2 separate regions of the Arachis hypogaea genome follow, and region 2 is linked to region 1. Evidence: chromatin contacts called from public Hi-C data. All regions are on one chromosome and are shown on one strand. Each heading gives the region's core, a stretch centred on a gene start, on an enhancer-like site or on the middle of the called end of the contact. The rest is flanking DNA. Distances are from core to core; before and after follow the strand shown.

Region 1 (5,704 bases), core at 142-2,641:
ATAGTTATACATTATAAAATGACCAACTATATTTATACAATATGTAATTTGAGAAATAATTAAAATACTATATTAATTAAATTATCATTTCAAATGAAATTAAGTATAGAATGTATTGTTTTGGTGCATTTAATTATCATTTTCCAAATTAAATGATAATTTAATTAATATAGTATTTTAATTATTTCTCAAATTACATATTATATAAATATAGTTAGTCATTTTATAATGTATAACTATCTGTCACTTTTGATTGTGAAAAAATTCAAGTTTTAACTCTTATTCAAATGTCTTGGTAATAATTCTTTGGATGCTAATGAGTCAAAGGATGATTTTTAATAAATTTTTAAAAATTATTTATTGTTCCGTTTTAAATTAACAAATTTATAAAAATGTAGATTTTTTTAGAGTTCAAACTAAAACACAAAAGTTGAATTTCTATTCTTATTCGTTTTGATTTTTTTGATATTTTATTTAAATTCAAATGGTAGTATTTTCTTATTGACATTTATGATAAATAAACAATTAATTTTACAGTAATAAATATCAATAATCTGTACAGGTAGTAAATCAAATCAAATAAATTCGATTTATATATATATATAGCGTATTAGTAATAAATCGAATCAAAGTATTATAATGAATAATTTAAATTTAATGAATTTGATTTATGTTGATATATGAAATACTACCAATTTAAATCTGTTTAATTTGATTTAGTACTAAAAAGACAAATTTAAATTCAATGAATTCGATTTATATATAAATAAAAATATACATATAACATTATTTATTTTAAAATTTTTGTATAATATTAATATGTGTTTGGTTTATGCATATATTTTACCCTAATAATTCACAACGTTTGAGTTTTTACTTCAATGGTGCCAAGTTACTTACAATTTCGTAGACTAGACTAGAAGGTGGGCCTACTCAGTTGTCTGATAGTTGATGATGGATCTGCATGACTGTATGGATTGCTGGGTCGTTTGTCCCCTTTCTCCCCCACTTGATTCTTAACAGTTACTCTAATATTTAACACAGAAAGCTACTTGTATATATTGGAAAACGTGTTCCAAAAATACAATTTAAAACTATTATAAGTAGCATGTTTGAGTAGAAAATATAAATTAATTATAAATTTATAAATTTTTATGTATTAAATGTGTTAAAATAATTAAATTTCTTTTATTTTTAAATCACTATTCTTCAGACAATTTATTTAAGTATTAGATGGAACGGATGTATATCTCATGAAATTTTAAATATGTGTTAATAGAAATGAATATTATTATTTAATAGTATTTAATAAAATTCTCTTTAGTGGTTAGTACTATTCAATGGAATGAATAATCACATAAATAGAATAATATTTGGGCCGTTGGTTCCCTCAATTTAATAAAATTCAAGAGCCACATAATTAAGCCCACACCACAATCAACAAAATATTTTCTTATATAATTTGTGCTAACACGAATAGTAAGTGATGATTCATTACTGTCCTCAAAGTGCAAAAATTTCCTTCGCATATTCAGCATATTCATAAGAATCCCATGACGTCCATGGCCCCACAAAACTATCATCTTGAGGCTCGTATGATGAAATCTGTCAGTCTCTGCCACGTGTCACCATATCGTAGGCAGAGATAGTAGGCACTAGGCACCCTTCAGCTACAAATGCAACACCAGAGGTCTTTGTTAATGGCAGCCACCAACACACTTACACACACACTCAATAGTCATCACTCTTCCCTTACCGGTAAATAACACTAACCGTTTTTTCTTTTTATTTTTTTTTCCCTTTAAAAATTTGTTCGAATGATTCAAAGTACACATCATCACTGGATCCAGATTTTTCGCCTCACTGTCGCCTACTTTTTAGGGTTCTTGCATTTTAGCTTATTATAAGACTCAAATCTAATTGTTTAATTCAGCAACTTGCATAACTTGATTCATGCCAAGCTTTTCTCTAATTTGTGTATTCTTTAGTGTATAGTCTTACATACGCTATAGAACTCACGGTACTTATAATCACTGTTATAGAGCTGGCTTCACTTTATTGATGCTCTGCTCATGTAAGGCCATGATTTAGTTTGATTTCTGGGCTTTACTACTCTTCCCTCTGTTCTGCAATATCTGTTATTCGGAAATTTACAACTTTTATGACACTTTTTTTTAATGTATCGAATTTTCAAAGTGATTATTATGGAACAGAGGGAGTATTAATAAGTTATCTGAAATTTTCATTCATATCCTTGAAACTAGGCAAATTTTGCCATCAAATGCTTGAATAGAAAATCATTAACCTGTGATTTCTAAGTAGATCCTTGATAATGCATGAGAAGTTTCGTTGGGTAGTTTTGTGGAACTAATCCAATATTTGATGTAATCAAGTTAGTTTACATTTTTATGGTTAAATTGTATCTTTCAAATCTTTGTTGATTAGAAATGGTTTTGGCGTGTGACATGCAGAAGAAGGGGCTATTGAGCTGCTTTTATATTTTGAGGGACAAAGATAAATAAGCTATGGCAACTGTGACAGCCCCTTATGTGGTGTCAAGAACCGGGTGCCTCAACCACCATGGAAGCGCTAGAACCGAGGCGAAGGCGGGATCACCACTGGTGAGCCTGAACAGCCAGGGAATGACCTATGATGGGTTGAAATCCATGAACAAGCTCAACATGAAGACCACACATGCAACAAATATCTCTGTCTCCGTGAGGAGCAAGAAGAGTGGCAGTGACAGGAGTGTGGGGAAGATTGTGTGTGAAACTGGGATGACCTTTCTCTTTGTGAGTGCTGAGGTTGGACCTTGGAGCAAAACTGGAGGACTTGGTGATGTTCTTGGTGCGCTTCCCCCAAGATTGGCTGTAAGTGAATTGATTGGTTTCTTCTGTTTTTACTTTTTAGTCCATCAATTTCCATTTTTCTTTTGTCAATGTCACGTTTTGTAACATCCTTTTATCAATATATTTGGATACTAAAGATTTTAATAATGACAGATTATAAAGAGGATGGAGGCATCAACTATTCTCCGTGTATTCACATGGACATAAATTTTAACTATTGTTTATACGGCATAATATTTGGCTGTAACCTTGAACAATCTTGGCTTTAATGGAGAATATTTGTAAAAGTCTAGAGAAATAAAAAAATATATATATATATGAAAGATGATCTAAGAGTGCTATGAGAAGCTTTCTTCACTTTAATTATTATATATGATATCTGATTAGCTTTGTTCAAATTGATTCAGGCAAATGGGCACCGTGTTATGACAGTGTCTCCCCGTTATGACCAATACAAGGATGCATGGGACACTAGTGTTCTGGTGGAGGTAAACTTACTTGTTCTTGGTATGTATCTACAAGTTAAGGATCTAGGAGATTATCCCTTGTAACTAATAATGTTCTTGTTTTCCTATTTTGTGACGAAAGATCAAAGTTGGTGACAGAGTGGAAACTGTCCGTTACTTCCACTGCTTCAAGCGAGGAGTCGATCGCGTTTTTGTGGATCATCCAGTTTTCCTTGAGAAGGTTAACTTCTTTTCTTTCTAAGGCATCAACCATCCCATAGAACTTATAGGATTGAATTAAACCCAGGCTTGAATTTATATCTTAAACTGATTTCTTTTACATTTGGAATTTGAAAGGTATGGGGCAAGACGCAGTCAAAACTATATGGTCCTAAGGCCGGAGAAGATTATGCAGATAACCAGTTTAGATTCAGCTTGTTGTGCCTGGTAGCTTATTTTCTTAACACCTGCTTCCTATAGTTTACCCTGTATAAATAATCTTTGTTAAATAATCAACTACTTTATGGTGAATTTTAGATGACATTGTCAATGTTTTAACAATTTTCAGGCTGCACTTGAGGCTCCAAGGGTTTTGAACCTAAACAGCAACCCATATTTTTCAGGACCATATGGTATTCATCTTTCATCTCAAATCTTCAAATAGGGGGCGGGGGGAATGATTGAGTAAATGTTTACAAATTTTTTTTTCCCCTGTATTCTGGCAGGCGAAGATGTAGTCTTTATCGCCAATGATTGGCACACTGCTCTTCTTCCTTGCTACTTGAAATCAATGTACAAGTCCAGGGGAATTTACATGAATGCAAAGGTGAGCATTGGAATAATTGTTTTGCATGTCTGCTTTCATCATTCTCAGGAAGCTGATTTTTATTCGTTCATTCATGGCAGGTTGCATTTTGTATTCATAACATAGCCTACCAGGGAAGATTTGCCTTTGCAGACTTCCCTCTTCTCGGTTTACCTGATGAATTCAGGAGCTCCTTTGACTTTATGGATGGGTATGATACCATTATCTCTTCTTTGGTGCTTGTACATTTGACTAATCTATTGTGATTCAATATTCATATTTCTTTTTGCTTTTCTCAGGTACGATAAGCCTGTGAAGGGAAGGAAAATCAATTGGATGAAGGCTGGAATAATAGAATCAGACAGGGTTGTAACTGTGAGTCCATACTATGCCCAGGAACTTGTTTCTGGAGAGGACAGAGGCGTCGAATTGGACACCATAATTCGTTCAGTTGGCATCACCGGTATAAGAAATGGTATGGACCATCGGGAGTGGAGTCCAAAAACCGATAGATTTATTAGCATACATTATGATGCAACGACTGTAAGTGCTACCTTCTCTGTGAAATGTGCTTTTCTCTTATTAACTTTGACCACAAAAATCCTTATTAGAAAGTTATGTTCTTAGGTCACCGAGGCAAAATGCCTTCTGAAACAAGCCCTTCAAGCAGAGTGTGGCTTGCCTGTTGACAGCAATATCCCTGTCATAGGGTTCATTGGTAGGCTAGAAGAGCAGAAAGGTTCAGATATTCTCTTTGAAGCCATCTCAAAGTTCATCCATCTTGATGTTCAGATAATAGTTCTTGTAAGCTTCATGGTTCCACTGTTTTTTTTTTTTTTTTTTCTCTTTTCCCTCTGAATCTTCATTACTTGTTACCCCTAGCTAAGCAAAATTGCGCTGATGAGTGGTGTGTGTTTTTTTTCTTTAGGGAACCGGCAAAAAGTACATGGAGAAGCAAATTGAACAGTTGGAGGAACTCTATCCTGAGAAGGCAAGAGGGATAGCGAAATTCAATACTCCTTTGGCCCACAAGATCATCGCTGGGGCGGACTTTATAGTGATCCCAAGTAGATTTGAGCCATGTGGTCTTGTTCAGTTGCATGCCATGCCTTACGGAACGGTATAGTGTTTTCTTTTTTCCCCCTAATTTTACTTGGAAAAATTACAAGCCAATTTTAATTGTCGAGTTTTACATGCCTTGCTTGATTCTAGACCTTGATATGTTCAATGCCGATATTTTTGTTTCATTGTCTAAGGCATTAATTCTGCTGCGACATTGCAACAGGTTCCGATAGTTTCCTCAACTGGAGGACTTGTTGACACCGTGATAGAAGGATATACTGGATTCCATGCTGGAGCATTCAGTGTTGAGGTATAAAGATGTATACAAATACCCTTGTTTCATTTTGATTTGATAGAGGAGTTAACTAAAGATTGATAACTTGCGTTTGTTCTTCAGTGTGATGCTGTTGACCCAGCTGATGTGGAAAAGTTAACTTCTACCGTCATTAGAGCCCTTACAACCTTCGGTACCCCGGTCTGGAAAGAGATAGTCCAGAACTGCATGGCCCAAGACTTCTCATGGAAGGTAATAGCACACACCA
Region 2 (5,926 bases), core at 2,717-5,216, 230 kb after region 1:
AAGAACCAATACCGAGCAAAAAGTTAGGATAATTAAGTATAAATGAATGCCCCAAAGATATTCATTATGTCTCTACTTAACGACAGCCACTTTATCAAATTGGACATGAGCCTCCTAACAAAAGATCATAATTGGACAATCGGAGTACTTCAGAATATCCACTCGGTTGGTAAAAGATCGTATTGAAACTTTCTACTAATTTTAACAACATATCAACTAAAATTTCTGCACAGCTCGAGGTTACTTACATCTTGGTCCATCACCAAGTTTGCCTCCTCCAATGTCTGGTCTGACACAGCTAGCATTGTATGTTTGTTTAAATTGAAGTAATCCCAAATACAGGCCTAACATAATTTTTAACAAGCAAAAGAAAAGAAAGACAAAAGGGGAAAGCATTATTGATTACAGATGAGGGAAAAAGAAAGCAAAACATAACCACATAAGAAAAAATATAAAAATAAATAAATAAGCACCTTTTTTTGTTCTACTCCTTTGATTTTGCACACCAGTTCATATAGTTCCCTTATGTTCGCCTAAAATATATCAGAGAAACAGAAAAGCAATAATCAGAACTACGTTGGTCTAACATTTCAATTATCACATTATGCCATGTTAGAACCAAAGTAGATGGCCTTGGAAAATATGCTAATAAGAAAGAATAGAAGAACTTTACATATAATAGCAAATCATGTTCTTAACTTGCAATAGGCTATCAAGTAATGTCAGTGTTCCAATGTCTTCCTCACACTAAAATACTCAACAGTATTTTTTCTATTTGGATAAAAGATGAATATCATTGACATAGTAATGCCAATGTGTATTACATATGTTTTTAAAATTGAATAGGTTCGTACTTTAACGGATTCAATACTCATCTGTACTTAGTGCAACATAACTGCAAAACCAACAAGACAACCCCATATGAAATCAATTGGTACCTTTTTGCTTAATTTCACAGTTGACACACTGTTATCTCTGGCATCAGTCAACTTTAAAATGAGTGGGTAAACCTCAACACTATATTGCTTCTGTGCAGCACCCTGCGAGATCAACCTCCTCGGTAATGCTGGTCCACCTTTATACCTAGACCATGGTAGACAGAAATCTGTTACATATTCTAATCAAACAGTAGTGACCATCAGATGACAAAATTGAAATATAACCTTAACCGCCCAAGTTCCAAGGCTTCTCCATTTATATGTTAACTTCATGATGTCAATACTAAACCTATTAAACTAACCAGGCAAAAAAAATGAGTATACTGCCCTTGAGGATTCAGAGGAAAGTTTAAGATTACCTTAGAGGAAATACTTTTAAAATAATTGAATTGTATTTGGTTTGAGTATGTTAAAGGCAAGTCTATGAAAATAGTTTTTTATTTTTATTTAAATGAATAAAGTAAAATTACTTTTAGAGGTATAAGTTCCAAAAAGAACAAAATAGAATTCAAGAGTGAATAGATGGATGATTGTGATCTTGTGGGTAAGAGTGCCATTATACGTCAAGTTCTTTGGAAAAATAAAATGCAAATCAAAGTTTACTTCTTTCAAATCTTCCAAAATTAATTCTAGATACCGCAAAATTAATTCTGGGAGAATGGAAAAACAGATAAATAGATTGGCAGATCTCTAGAATTAATTTTGACCATCCAGAATTAACTATGGCCTTGAAAAATTACTTGTGTGCTAAGCCAAACAGGCACTTGGTATGTTTCAGGCTGGTGTTGCATGATCCATTAGCAAGTTTCTTGTGAAATTTTATGATAGAAATCTGTGTCTAAAAGAATATCACTCTGCATAATTGATTAAACGTATAGAAGCATGGGTATCTATGGCTATATGGCTCTTTCTCCAAATAATATTTGGAGGATCTAGATAATATACATTTATGTAACTTTTCCTTTATAGTTTACATATAGAACCACCAGTCACTCTCGAACCTCTGGACCATTTAAATTTCCCACAGCCTATTAAACCAACTATCGTTAAACTTTGGGAGCACCGGTGTTATTTGACCTCTCTAGAAGAGTACCTTCCATAAGATTCAAACTTATGTACTCATCCCAATTGTTAATGTTACTTACCATCTCAAACAACCCTTTTGGGTGTATCTAATTCTTTAGGTTCTCCAGACTAGAAAGTAAAAACCATTTCGAAAATAAGAAAGTTACCATTCTGAAAGTCTTTCCCACACTTTCTGAGGAACTAAAACATAGTCTGTCCCCTCCACCAACATTCGATGAATATCTAAATCATTGCCTTCGTAATTATTTCCGTTTGAGACAATATCAGAATTATCAATTGGCCCAGGTCTATCTGCATTCTCTGAGTGAACCACACCGGCATTCTGGTCAATTGAAGATTGCTCACCAGTGGAAAGCATACCACCACAATCCCCAACATACCCCTGCCAACTTGAAAACCACCTGCATGGACAGCAAAAATATATATTGATTGATTAATTAATTAATTAAAATAATAAGGGATACAAATTAAGGGGAACGGCTGAAGTTGTCAGTCTATGACCCAGAGGTTACAAGTACAAGTTGTGGAATTAGACTCTGGCAAATGAAAGGTAGGGCTGCCATCTATAGACCAATATGTGAGGCTTATGCTCTCACAGACCCTCTGGCCTGTGCATAGCTGGTTCTTATAGCACTTCCATTATCAATACAAATGGAAAGTAAAACGATGTGACTGAGAAATGCTAAGTGAACAAGTTATTTTTGTAACCAAGTTCAACCTAGTCTTTCTTCTTCTTATGCCTCTCCTCCTTCTCTTCCTTTTACTTCAACTAAAATTTCTGGTTATCAATCCTCAAGCTATTGGACCAACTTGGTTGAACTTAGTTACCAAAATGACTTGGTCATATAGCATCACCGTATTACCATAGTTCAAAGTCAGTCGATAATGTTCGGTAGCATTGATAAAACCCTCCATACACATAAATTATATGTGCGGAAAAACACCATATGAATGTCAATGGAAAAAAGCAATAAAAAAGAAACAACAACAATAACAACAGCTTTTAGGGTGAGTAAACATAAAAAGGACATGAAAGCAAAAAGCAATACTGTTCGGATTTCCGTTTAGAACTACAAAACCACTAGCTTTATACTACACCATACCCTAGTTCTATAATTTCCCAAACAGGAAACCAAACATGGTCACAACACAAGATCCATTCACCCTCCATGCTAGTGAAGTAACTCAATTAAGTGTAACCAAAATCCCCGAGGCCAAGAGTATAATAAGTGTGTAACAATCCAACCAGTATCAGTCCTTTCCCCCACAAGATAACCCTATTCAAATAGTAACAGGCAGCTAAGCAAAAGATTCAATGAAAATTACCAAAAGAAAGAAAGAAAGATGAGATTAAGACCTATTGGAAATAACGTAGTACAAGTTGCCTTCTCTCAAATTAAGCTCCGATTCCTTGATCAACTCCGACACGATCCGATTCTCCTCCTCCGGAGGGAGCGGGACGCAGCTGCCGCCATTGTCCATCGGAAAAACCGAATCGGCAATCGTCATGGCGGATTTCGTTCAAATCAAGCACCTAAATCAGCACCTGAATCAGCGCCAATAATTTGAAAACACTTAGAAATCCGCACAAAAGAGAAACCAATTGAAGAAAGAGTGAGGAAGCAGTAAGGCACCTGAAATGAAGAGATCGAGGTGGAAGAGAAAGAGAGCGAGAATGGAATAGCGAAAGGGAAACGAAAGGAATCGAATGGGAGAAAAACAGGATATTCGATGAACCCTAGCGCCTAGATTGCAGGGACAGACAGGTAGAGAAGCGGGGAAGGTTAAGTAACGGAACGATCCCCAAAAGTCTATGCGTAAATCTTTACCGTCATTTTTCAACGACCTCTTCCTCCTTCGTCTTGTTTCTCTTTCTCTCTAATATGTGGAGTGCCACTCTCTCTTACTTTCCCCTTGCTTCAAGTTTAATTTTGGAGTAAACTATCAAGTCTCTACAATATGATTTTTTAAGATAAAAAATTAAAAATAATTTATTTCGATTTCTGTTTTTTATTTTGGAAAAGTCTAGGGCAGCACTCCAGCAGTTTTGTTAAATTTTGTCCAGCATGTAATCAGCAGAGAAAGGTGAATCATTAGATAAAATCTCACACCAATCTTACATCATTAAATTATCATTAATGACTATTTGATGGCTACCAATCACAAAAGTTGCTGACCTAATATTGCTCTTTTATTTTTATGACACAATATGATCTTTATGAGTATTTTAACTTTAAACAAAAAATATTAACATGTTAGGTTCAAAAATTGAATAAAAAATTAACTGTCTTTAAATTTAAATTAATTAAAAATTTATTTATCTTTATTTTTTAAATATTATTTTTTTAAATTATTTTTTATTTATTATATTAATATTTTTTAATAAATTATTAAATATATAGTATAATAAGTATAAATCAATTAATAAATTATTTAAATTTAAAAATATTATTTATTACGAAACTAAGTAAATAATTCTCAAATATATTTTTTAAATATATAAATAATAAACATTAAAATCAGTTAATGCATTAATAATATTATTATTAATGTATTAACTGATTTTAATGTTTATTATTTATATTTATATATTTAAAAATTATGTTTGAGAATTATTTACTTAGTTTCATAATAAATAATATTTTAAATTTGAATAATTTATTAATTAATTTGTATTTATTATACCATATATTCAATAATTTATTAAAAAAAGAATATTAATATAATGAATAAAAAAATAATTTAAAAAAATATTGTTTAAAGAATAAGAACAAATATACTTCTAATCAATTTAAATTTTGAGACCATTATTCTTAAACTTGACACATCAATTTTTTTTGTTCATAGTTGACAGAAAAATACCCATAAAATTTATATTGTGTTACAAAAATAGAAGATAAGAATCGAAATTAATCATTTTTATTTTAAGATATCACGTTATTATTCTGAAAAAATCGATAAAGACCAAATTAATAGCTCACTCTTTAATTTTGACTCGGTGTAGAAACTGAGCTATGATAATTTTTCAAAAGTGCTTATAGTAATATATGGTTTGGGTGAGTAGCTGTTCAAGTAAGAAAATAATCCGAAAATTCTGATTTTTAATTTCAAGGTGGAGACCCTCGTGCACCCTCTTAAGGGTGGGTGCTTCAAGTTCCATGATCTATGCCACCACAATTGATAACGGCATTATCCCCTATCATTAAATATAGTCCGTTTGGCATCTAACGTTTGGAGAGGGACAAAGAAAGGGTTGTCATGCTGTATCTTCCCCAAGACTGAAAGACTTTTTGACTTCTAATGGAAGGTATATGCATGGACCATATTATTATTGGTACGCCATAAAATTACAATGAAACGATGTTTTCTTTTAGAGATAACTACCAATTTAGTATCTAAAAGATTTAATCACTAAAAAAAAAATTAAAAATATTATTAACAAAAAAATCCTTAAAAAATAATTAATTTTAATAAAAATGACCAACTATCAATTAAATTAATTAACGTAAACATTAAAAATTATTCATACTTTTAATTTTTATAATATCATAAACACTTTCATTTTAGTTTATTAAAATTCCTAATAATCATTTTCTTTTTGGGATAAGTACTTTCTTCATTCTCAAGATTTGGAGTCAAAATCAAAATCAACTTTTTTTTTTTATTAAAATCATCCTTAACGTTACAAAACATTATAAATTTTTTTTACCAAATTATTCTTATTAAATAATAAAAATAATTAAAAAATTATAAAATAAAATAAAAAAGAAAAAAAAAAAAGAAAGAAAACAAAGAGGAAGGGGAAGGGGGAATCGGGTGGGGGCAGGCAAAATGAAAGGGGAAGGGGAAGGGGGGAGGTCGTGCACCCGCCGCCGCTCCTGCGTCCAACCCGCAGCCACCGG

What was found. Hi-C and Micro-C count contacts between places; a contact is called where the count stands out from the background.
Region 2: a Hi-C map of an unstated tissue shows a contact between it and region 1, with 2.8 times the contacts expected there. The contact joins the promoter of LOC112776184 here to the promoter of LOC112775088 in region 1. A contact is called at or near these places in 3 of 8 Hi-C or Micro-C datasets (leaf and an unstated tissue).

Annotation. Positions count from the first base shown.
Region 1 is chr19:98,212,248-98,217,951 of arahy.Tifrunner.gnm2.J5K5, forward strand. It overlaps LOC112775088 (granule-bound starch synthase 1, chloroplastic/amyloplastic), which reads left to right and starts at 1,392. Exons shown (of 14, transcript XM_025818555.3): 1 at 1,392-1,758; 2 at 2,472-2,870; 3 at 3,257-3,337; 4 at 3,438-3,536; 5 at 3,653-3,742; 6 at 3,864-3,927; 7 at 4,021-4,121; 8 at 4,202-4,311; 9 at 4,400-4,643; 10 at 4,728-4,904; 11 at 5,029-5,220; 12 at 5,386-5,472; 13 at 5,560-5,688. The coding sequence starts at 2,526.
Region 2 is chr19:98,436,999-98,442,924 of arahy.Tifrunner.gnm2.J5K5, forward strand. It overlaps LOC112776184 (ubiquitin carboxyl-terminal hydrolase 10), which reads right to left and starts at 3,967. Exons shown (of 14, transcript XM_025820231.3): 1 at 3,659-3,967; 2 at 3,382-3,570; 3 at 2,171-2,425; 4 at 939-1,083; 5 at 474-533; 6 at 249-344. The coding sequence starts at 3,533. It overlaps LOC112776287 (a long non-coding RNA gene), which reads left to right and starts at 5,781. Exons shown (of 3, transcript XR_003189907.3): 1 at 5,781-5,926.